Regions from separate parts of the Zea mays genome. Here all the other regions are linked to region 1. Evidence: chromatin contacts called from public Hi-C data. All regions are on one chromosome and are shown on one strand. Each heading gives the region's core, a stretch centred on a gene start, on an enhancer-like site or on the middle of the called end of the contact. The rest is flanking DNA. Distances are from core to core; before and after follow the strand shown.

The links. Hi-C and Micro-C count contacts between places; a contact is called where the count stands out from the background.
Region 2: a Hi-C map of leaf shows a contact between it and region 1, with 2.7 times the contacts expected there. The contact joins the promoter of LOC103634994 here to the promoter of LOC100283732 in region 1. A contact is called at or near these places in 9 of 25 Hi-C or Micro-C datasets (bundle sheath, ear, endosperm and 3 more).
Region 3: a Hi-C map of leaf shows a contact between it and region 1, with 7 times the contacts expected there. The contact joins the promoter of LOC100276107 here to the promoter of LOC100283732 in region 1. A contact is called at or near these places in 4 of 25 Hi-C or Micro-C datasets (ear, leaf, root tip and 1 more).

What each region holds. Positions count from the first base shown.
Region 1 is chr8:27,935,974-27,938,735 of Zm-B73-REFERENCE-NAM-5.0, reverse strand. It overlaps LOC100283732 (3-methyl-2-oxobutanoate hydroxymethyltransferase), which reads left to right and starts at 1,363. Exons shown (of 5, transcript NM_001156631.2): 1 at 1,363-1,880; 2 at 2,510-2,716. The coding sequence starts at 1,479. It overlaps LOC100383823 (Topoisomerase II-associated protein PAT1), which reads right to left and starts at 1,017. Exons shown (of 5, transcript NM_001362155.1): 1 at 690-1,017; 2 at 281-441. The coding sequence starts at 765.
Region 2 is chr8:27,572,557-27,575,318 of Zm-B73-REFERENCE-NAM-5.0, reverse strand. It overlaps LOC103634994 (G-type lectin S-receptor-like serine/threonine-protein kinase At2g19130), which reads right to left and starts at 1,357. Exons shown (of 1, transcript XM_008657567.4): 1 at 1-1,357. The coding sequence starts at 912.
Region 3 is chr8:27,618,903-27,621,664 of Zm-B73-REFERENCE-NAM-5.0, reverse strand. LOC100276107 (Plastid division protein PDV1) reads left to right here and starts at 1,429. Exons shown (of 2, transcript NM_001149979.2): 1 at 1,429-1,838. The coding sequence starts at 1,551. It overlaps LOC109941573 (a long non-coding RNA gene), which reads left to right. Exons shown (of 3, transcript XR_002264238.3): 3 at 53-602.

The DNA of each region.
Region 1 (2,762 bases), core at 114-2,613:
AAACTTAGCAGCGCAACAAAAGAACGAAAAAATCACGTCATACAAGTGTAATGTATCTGCAATCTTCTGAGAAAATCCCCCCCCCCCCAACGCGCACACACACACTTCACTAAACAGTATCTTCACGGTGCTATCAGAAATTATCCATTTGCCATGGCTGTACAAAGATCGAACAGGCTAACAGCTATACTCAATACAGTACTTGTCCAGCTCCAGCATGGAACAAAAAAATCTGTATTAACAACTGGCATTGAATTTCTCTTGTCCAGCATAGTCCTACCTCTAGTGCAATCCCCTGAGAAGAAAGTGGGCGCTCTAAATCATCGAGTCCAGCGAAAGCAGCATTACTGCTGTTATCATCTTCGAATCCGCCTAGTTCAATCTCCTCCAGCACATTGTTGCCAAAAAAGGCATACTGTGACGCATCAAATCTAGTGTCATCTGCATAGGAAGGTTCCAAGATGATGTCAACAAGCATAAGGTGCTTAGGTAGAAGCCTAAAAACCTAAAAACAGCAGTGCCCAAGTAATTGCCCATGTATTAGTTGATAAAGAAAACAGATCTCCGTCTGCTATCGTCCACAAGCGCAGCTCCGGTGCCGAGTTGGGGGTCGAGCACAACATGGCAACACGCTGTGGATATGGATTGGTAAGTGGTAACCGCATGAGCCCCCCGCCAGCAACACGTACCTGAATTAGAGGTGTTCGCGTCGGCGGCAGGCACCGGCGGCATGGATCCGGAGGGAGCTTCTCCGTTTGGCAGCATCGTCGGCGCGTCGCAGCTCGCGGGCCACACCCGGCGGCGGCTCACCACCGACGGGATTCGGACGAGGGGGGGCCGGGGCGCCCTGGACCGGAGCAGGAGGGGAGACCCGCGGGGCGGGGGCGCGGCGGCCAACTGCCTTGCCCTTGCACTGATGGATGCCGGGACCCTAGTCCCGAAGACGGATGGGTTTGGGCGTTTGGCTGGGAGCAGGATGCACGGGAGCCACTCGTTCGGTCGTTCCTGCGCCGCGATGCAGATCTACTCCACATCTACACTATTCTTTATCAATACCATTCATTGTAGTCTCTCACTGTCAGCGTCGTCAAGGCCTCTCCCTACTTTTCTTTCTTTTTTTTAACCCCTATGGTTTACAGGTGGGTCACTTTTGATTGAACACTCTCCCTCAGGCAGCTTTCGTTTGCCGACCATGGAACTGTGACGTCAATTCATGCAGCCCAAGTGGAGGAGGTCGACGACGACGACGAGCGGCCTGGGCCCTCGGCAGTGGGCACACGCAATTTGATTACTCCCCCATCTTTCCAAATTTTGACTACTTGGACGACGTGAAGTTTAGGCCCAAGTTCAAAGGCCCGCCCGCCGCCCCGCCCGTATTCTACTCCAATTCCAAACACTCGCCCGTCCCCGTCGCTCCCCATCCCACACCAACCCTCTGTGCCTCGGTCCCTCCGCCCGTACGCGCGACGAGAGACACGATGCGGCGGTCCCTACCCCTTCTCCTCGCGCGGCAGGTGGCGCGGCGGCGGCGGCTGAGCAACGTGCCGGAGTCCACCGTCTACGGGGGCCCACGCCCGCAGGAGTCCTCGGCGGCGCGGCGCGTGACGGTGACCACACTCCGTGGGAAGCACCGCCGCGGGGAGCCCATCACCGTCGTCACCGCCTACGACTACCCCTCGGCGGTCCACGTCGACTCCGCCGGCATCGACGTCTGCCTCGTCGGGGACTCCGCCGCCATGGTCGTCCACGGCCACGACACCACGCTCCCCATCACGCTCGACATCATGCTCGAGCACTGCCGCGCCGTGGCCCGGGGCGCGCCGCGCCCGCTCCTCGTCGGGGATCTCCCATTCGGCTGCTACGAGTCCTCCGCCGCCCAGGTACTCCTCCGCCTCTCCCCTCCGTCCTGGACAAGATATTCCGATGTGATAGGGATAGAAGTAGAATAGAATGGTACGGGTGGTGCCACAGATCACAATGCAGCCAGCACATGGGCCTTGGCTATCGCGTTCGTCTCACTGTCGAAGGTGATCTCCATTTTTGTCACTGCAGAAATGTGATGCCTGTTAAATTTGGATAGGAAACATCTGGTTTTACAGTATAATTCACTAACTGCAGCTCTCTCTCTCTCTCTCTCTCTCTCTCTCTCTCTCTCTCTCTCTCTCTCTCTCCCTCCCTCCCTCCCTCCCTCTCTCTCTCTCTCTCTCTCTCTCTCCCTCCCTCCCTCCCTCCCTCTCTCTCTCTCTCTCTCTCTCCCTCTCTCCCTCCCTCTCTCCCTCTCTCTCTCTCTCTCTCTCCCTCTCTCTCTCTCTCCCTCCCTCTCTCTCTCTCCATTCGATTATTTTTTGGTTCAATATTTAGATGTTCAGCAACAGGGCCTTTTAACCAAATAATAATGCTGCAAAAGTACTAGACGAAATTGTAAAAAGGAAACATAAGGTCAGCATGTTCATTTGCACTGATGCACATGCATGATGGATACTGGTATTGTTTTTCCATGCTCTTTTAGGCTGTTGATTCAGCCGTGAGGGTCCTCAAGGAAGGTGGAATGGATGCGATCAAGCTGGAAGGGGGTGCCCCATCGAGGATCACTGCAGCCAAGGCTATTGTGGAGGCTGGAATCGCTGTCATGGGGCATGTTGGCCTCACACCGCAAGCTATTAGTGTTCTCGGTGGATTTAGGCCTCAAGGGAAGACGGTTGACAGTGCTATAAAGGTTTGCCGCTAGCTGCTCATTATGTTTGTGGCTTGGTTATATTTGT
Region 2 (2,762 bases), core at 108-2,607, 360 kb after region 1:
GCTACCGCAGAAGAAGCCACTGGATTTGCAATCCGACGGGAAGGTCCAGCGAGCCACCCAGCCACTGCTGTTCGTGTTCGCCGCTGCAGACCACCGCATCAGGCTCACTTGCCCCAGGCTGAACTGCAAGAACTCGGTCAGGTTAGAGCTGTCCGGAGGAGGGTTCAGCACCAGCGAGGTGCCGTTGTCCTGTGACGTCACCATCCAGTCCGGGAAGGTCCCCAGGCTGCTGGGATGCCCGTCGGTGCTGAGCACGAAGCCGTTCCTCCTGCTCGGGTCCACGCTGAGGCTGCCGTTGTGCGAGAAGTCCCTGTACGTCAGCGAGACGTTGGCCCCCGTTCCCGCGGCGAGCCCCAGCCGGGCGCCGGGGAGCAGCGAGTCGCCGGGGTAGTCGAAGCTCTGCCACAGCACCCGCGACGATGCGTCGTCGGCCTGGTCCCTCACCACCAGGTTGCCGTTGCCGAGGAGCACCGCGGCTGCGGCGGCGGACGGCGGCGGGGGCCCCGGCCCGGCTCCCGCGACGGACGAGCACCAGAGGGTAGACCCGGCCTCCGTGATGCACAGACTGCCGCCGAAGACCTCCAGCGCCGCGGCTGAGATGTCGGAGATGACCACCCTGTCCCCGACCCAGAACGTGGGGCTGGTGCCCGGCATCTTCTTGAAGCGGACGCCGAGGAAGCGGTGGATGCCGGCGCCCGGCAAGAAGAAGCCCAGCTCGAAGTCGCCGTTCTTGGACACCAGCGTCTGGTTCCCGGAGATGCCCGCGCCCGGGAGGATGGTGTCCGTCACCGAAGCAGCGACTGCCAGTGCCAGCAGCAGGACGATGGAGAAGAGGAAGGTGGGCGTCGCGCACCCACGAGGCCCCGACGGGGAGCAGCTACGCTTTGGTGCCTCCATTGCGGTACCGGGCATCACTTGCAGGGGGGGACGAGCACGAACACGGCAGGGAAGAAGAAGTCACCAGCGAGGTGAGCAAGAATGAATGAGGTGACCTGAAGCTGAGTGCTCGTGCTGCCGTACACGATAGCTCCGAGCTCCGGCGAGAACTGCCGCCTCGCCTTTGACCAAGCCTTTTACTTTAGTGCGACTTCACCGCTGGATCTCCGACCTCGCGCCACGCCACGCCACGCCGTCGTTTCTCTTTGACTCCCTCAGAAAAATGACACGGGAGGAACAGGTTAGCAATGAATGCCGCGACTGGATTTTTCTCCTCCGACGGATGTGTGCACGTTTCTAAAATCTAGACTAGCTAGTGTATCCTTATGACCTTTTGGAAAAGTTGTGGCCATTTGACACCAGTAGTTACACATAGATACTATCACATGTTAGAAATGATTTTATGATTTAATTAATATTATATTTATATGGTCTTTGCTTTATATTTTAATCGACAATCTTTCTTTTTCATTACTTCTAGGCCTCCTAATGGTTTGGGCTGTAATAGATTTTATGGGTCGGTATTGATATAACTTTTAAACTATGGTATATGTGTAAATCTTCAAAAAAATCAATATAGTTTAATCAATTGTTAAACTAAGTCATTCCAATAAATATTGGTTGATTTCGAGAAAATTTTAAGATATGAATGCAAAGCTTAAATTTTAAGGTCATGCTTTTTAAAAGTGGGTTCATCTGTTACACAAATTAGCAAAATATCATTCTTAATCATTTAAAAAATAATCAATTTCGTAAAATTTTTAAGATGTAAACGCGATGTTTTAATTTTAAGGTCGGACATCTAAGTTGGGACCCGCACATGAATATAACCATACCGTTACACACAAATTAGCATATTATCGTTCTGACTCGTTTCCAAAAAAAGATCGATTACTTTTGTGAAAATTTTAAAGTATAAACACAGCGTTTTAATTTAAGGTTCGACTTGTAAGATGAGACACAGATGAATCTAGCTATACTGCTACGCATAAATTGAAATATTATCATTATTACTCGTTTCCAAAAAAACAATTGATGCTGTGAAAATTTTAAAGTTAGAACATGGTAGTGAATTCACTCTAGTATATATGGGTATGTGATTGTGTAAGATAATGGAGATAGCCTAATAAAATGCTACTATAAAAGCTTTCAAACAAATAATGGATTCCAGTGTGATCGATGCACATCTCTCTATATATGTTTTTAACTACATGGTGTCCGGCTTTTGTGAAAGCGGGAAGTAGCTTTCACTACTAGTTAGGTAAAAATGCCAAAGCTTGTTGTGGAGCAGCTTCCCCGTTAACCTTTTGCTGTCAAATGTGGAGGCAGGCAACGCAACATGCAAAGTGTGGCTTTAGTGGAGGAAAAAATAGTAGATTAGTAGGGGTGGAAGCATGAAAAATGGCTACGGCTACAAATCAAAAGCGAACCGACCAAACAACATTTATTTGTTTTGTTTTTATTCGGTAGACCCAGAAAATGCAGAGACGAGACGATAGGAAAGACGTGATCACGTGAACAGAGGTACAAAAAAAAATACAAAAAGAAAAACTGGCAGTGGCAGTGTGGACAGAGCGCAGTTTTTTTCTTTGTTGGGCCTGGGGACTTCTCTTGGGGCTTTCTCTCGGTTGGGCCTAGGGTGGGAAATGGATGTGTGTATCTTGCTGGGCTAAATCGGTAGTATTGGGCTGAACTATTGGTGGTGGGCTCGTCAGGCACGAGGCCTTGCGGTTCCATGCGCAACTGGCATAAAAAAACCAATTTACCTCCCTGGACCATCTCCGTCGTGGTACCGATTTTTTATTTTTAAAAAAATGACTCTGTAC
Region 3 (2,762 bases), core at 180-2,679, 320 kb after region 1:
AACCTGTTTTCAAGGACATAAACAAGGAGTGACACATCAGAACTCTATGCAGGAAAAACTCCTTGGGATCTTTAGGAAGAGGGACAAGGACACCAAACCTCACAAGAAAAGGCCAGAGGACCGAGTGCTTAGGGCCACAGAAGGGCGCTTTAGGAACGGTATACTGAACGTCAAGCATCTTCTGGCGCCACCGAAACCATCAGGCAAGGACATGTCGGAACCGAAGATGAGGAAGGACAAACACAAGGGGAAGGTTAAGCAGAAGGAAGAGACGTTGAAGAAAGCACACTTCTGTAACCAGGCTTGCTATTAAGAATTTTAGATAGATGATTGATGAAACGTTTAAATGACACCTTTTTGTGGTCATCCTGAAATTAAGATGTTTCCTTGCTCTACTGGAATCTTTTAAGTGATCCTTGAAACGATGTAATTCTCCATGATGCGGTTCAGGAAGAGAGAGGCTTATTTGGTTCAGTTTTATATGCCCTTCGATCACTGGGCTTGTACAATATGTTTTTGCTTAGTCACCATGTGCTCGGATTACATATTTGTATTTGTATTGTCATCTTGGATATGATCAAAGCTAGGGGTATTTATCGACGGCTAAAATGTTGTCGTCTCTAAAATGTTAGATTGATTCCATTCTGCAAAAAGAATACATTTCCATTGTCCAGCTGCAAGAATTTTACATCCGCAATCGATTGTTGCATGTCCAGTGATTGTCAGTACAAGATTACAGTGGCCTATAAATTTTACACAATAAAATTTAAGAATTAAATTGGATTAAGATTAATCTCTATTTTTATTCATTTTTAAATTAAATTACCTTTACGGGGCGTTTGGATCCCTTCATTTTAAAGGAATTGGAATTCACTTAATAAAGTAACTTATTTAGTTTGGAATTTGACGTTCCACCACTTTCCAAAGTTCAGATATAAGACTATCTCAAATTCATGGGGTGGAGAGTGAGAAATGATTTTATGCATTAGTAGAATTGGTTTCTAATCTATAACTTACATGACACTCTTCGTCTCACTCCTCTATAGTAAAAATGTAGCACATAAATATCTCCGACATCTTTCTAATAATAGTATACAAATATATTTTGCATAAAACCGAATTAACTTAATTGATATATGCCTAAATTACTATTATTAGAATGGAATTTAATTCCAATGATCCAAACGGGGCGTTAGGGCTTTTATAAATTATGAATAAATATTTGGATCATTACATTAACGTCCGTAATATAAGGGACTAATCGTTTAATAAACAAACAAATAAATAAATCGGATTCCCAAATAAAATGGCCCAGCTGTATCTAGCATGGACTCGTGGGGCTCAGTAAAGTAACGCTGACATTTTCAATCCGAGGTAACAGTAATAATCGGCGTATTAAACGGTAAATAAGAAGAAGAGGAGGAAGACAGTTGCTGCTACTCGGCACACCAAACCACTCCAGTGGAGTCCAACACCGCCTCTTCTCCTCTTCTCGATTCGAAATCGAGTACGTCCGAATGCTCTAGAACCTTCCGGGCCTAGGGATCTCGATGGGGCCCGAGCAGGAGGAGGCCGTGCTGGAGACCATCTGGGACCTCCACGACAAGGTCAGCGACGCGATCCACGCCCTCTCCCGCGCCCACTTCCTGCGCGCCGTTCGCCGCCGCTCCTCGGCCTCCGCCCCCGGCCTCGTGGACGTCAAGGGCGGGGGTCTGGGTCTCGGCGCGCGCGGCGGAGACGAGGTCGTCGCCCTGGCGGCCCTGGCTGAGGAGGCCAGGAGCCTGCACGCCATCCGCGCCGCGCTGGAGGACCTCGAGGACCAGTTCGAGTGTTTTCTCGTGAGCCCCCCCTCCTGACCTGGCTTTCCCTCCCTCCTCCATTTCTCGCTTGCCAATTCGTTAATGTTTGTTAGTTTGTTGATTGGATGTTCGTCTAGTGCCGGTGTGACTGGAAATGCGGGTGGGTGGTTGTCGAGACTTGAAACCACCGTAGGATCTTGTGCATTTACCACATGTTCAAGTGTTTTACTAGTCAATTGAAGGGCTCTCTGAGGAGAGGATTTGCCTTAAAAGAATCCCTAATATTCAGATCTGCATGGAGTTGGGAAAACTCTGTTCTCTAAAAAAAATATAAAAGGTATTTGTGCGAGTGAGAGTGGCATGTATTATTCATCTTGTTGGCAGCATACCAGGCCTTGTTTTAATCCTGTGTGATATAAAGGTAACAAGTGATTCAATTTCATTGCCACGTTTGGTGGTTTCAGCCTTTCTTTCAGGCAAGTAGGCCGTAATATGGCCGAGTGCGAGAGCATATTTGGAATTTTGATGGGACTGTGGACTGTCTGCTACCATAATAACATGTTTATATGAACAAAAAGGTCCACTCTGATCGTATTATTACATGACAGACAGGGCTGGAGTGAAGAGCTCCAGTTCTCCACATACTTTTTTATGTCTGCAGTTGTTTTAATATGTGATGATGAAATCGTTACGTGTACTCATTCCCATTCAGAATTCCAGACTACTAACCTTGAAAGTTTGAACTGCATCGGCATTTTATTAGGTCACGGGTCTCAAGTGTCTGAAACCCCCCGTGCTATGTGCTGTTCTGAAATCTACGGGTACATACACTTGTAGAGTGCTTTCTGTTACCTGTGAAACGAAATCACCATCTAAGCCAATATTTTTGTTTTGATAAATATTATTATTGTAAGGAACAGTCACGACCTATGCTTCTTTCTAGTCGTGATGCGCATTGCTCTT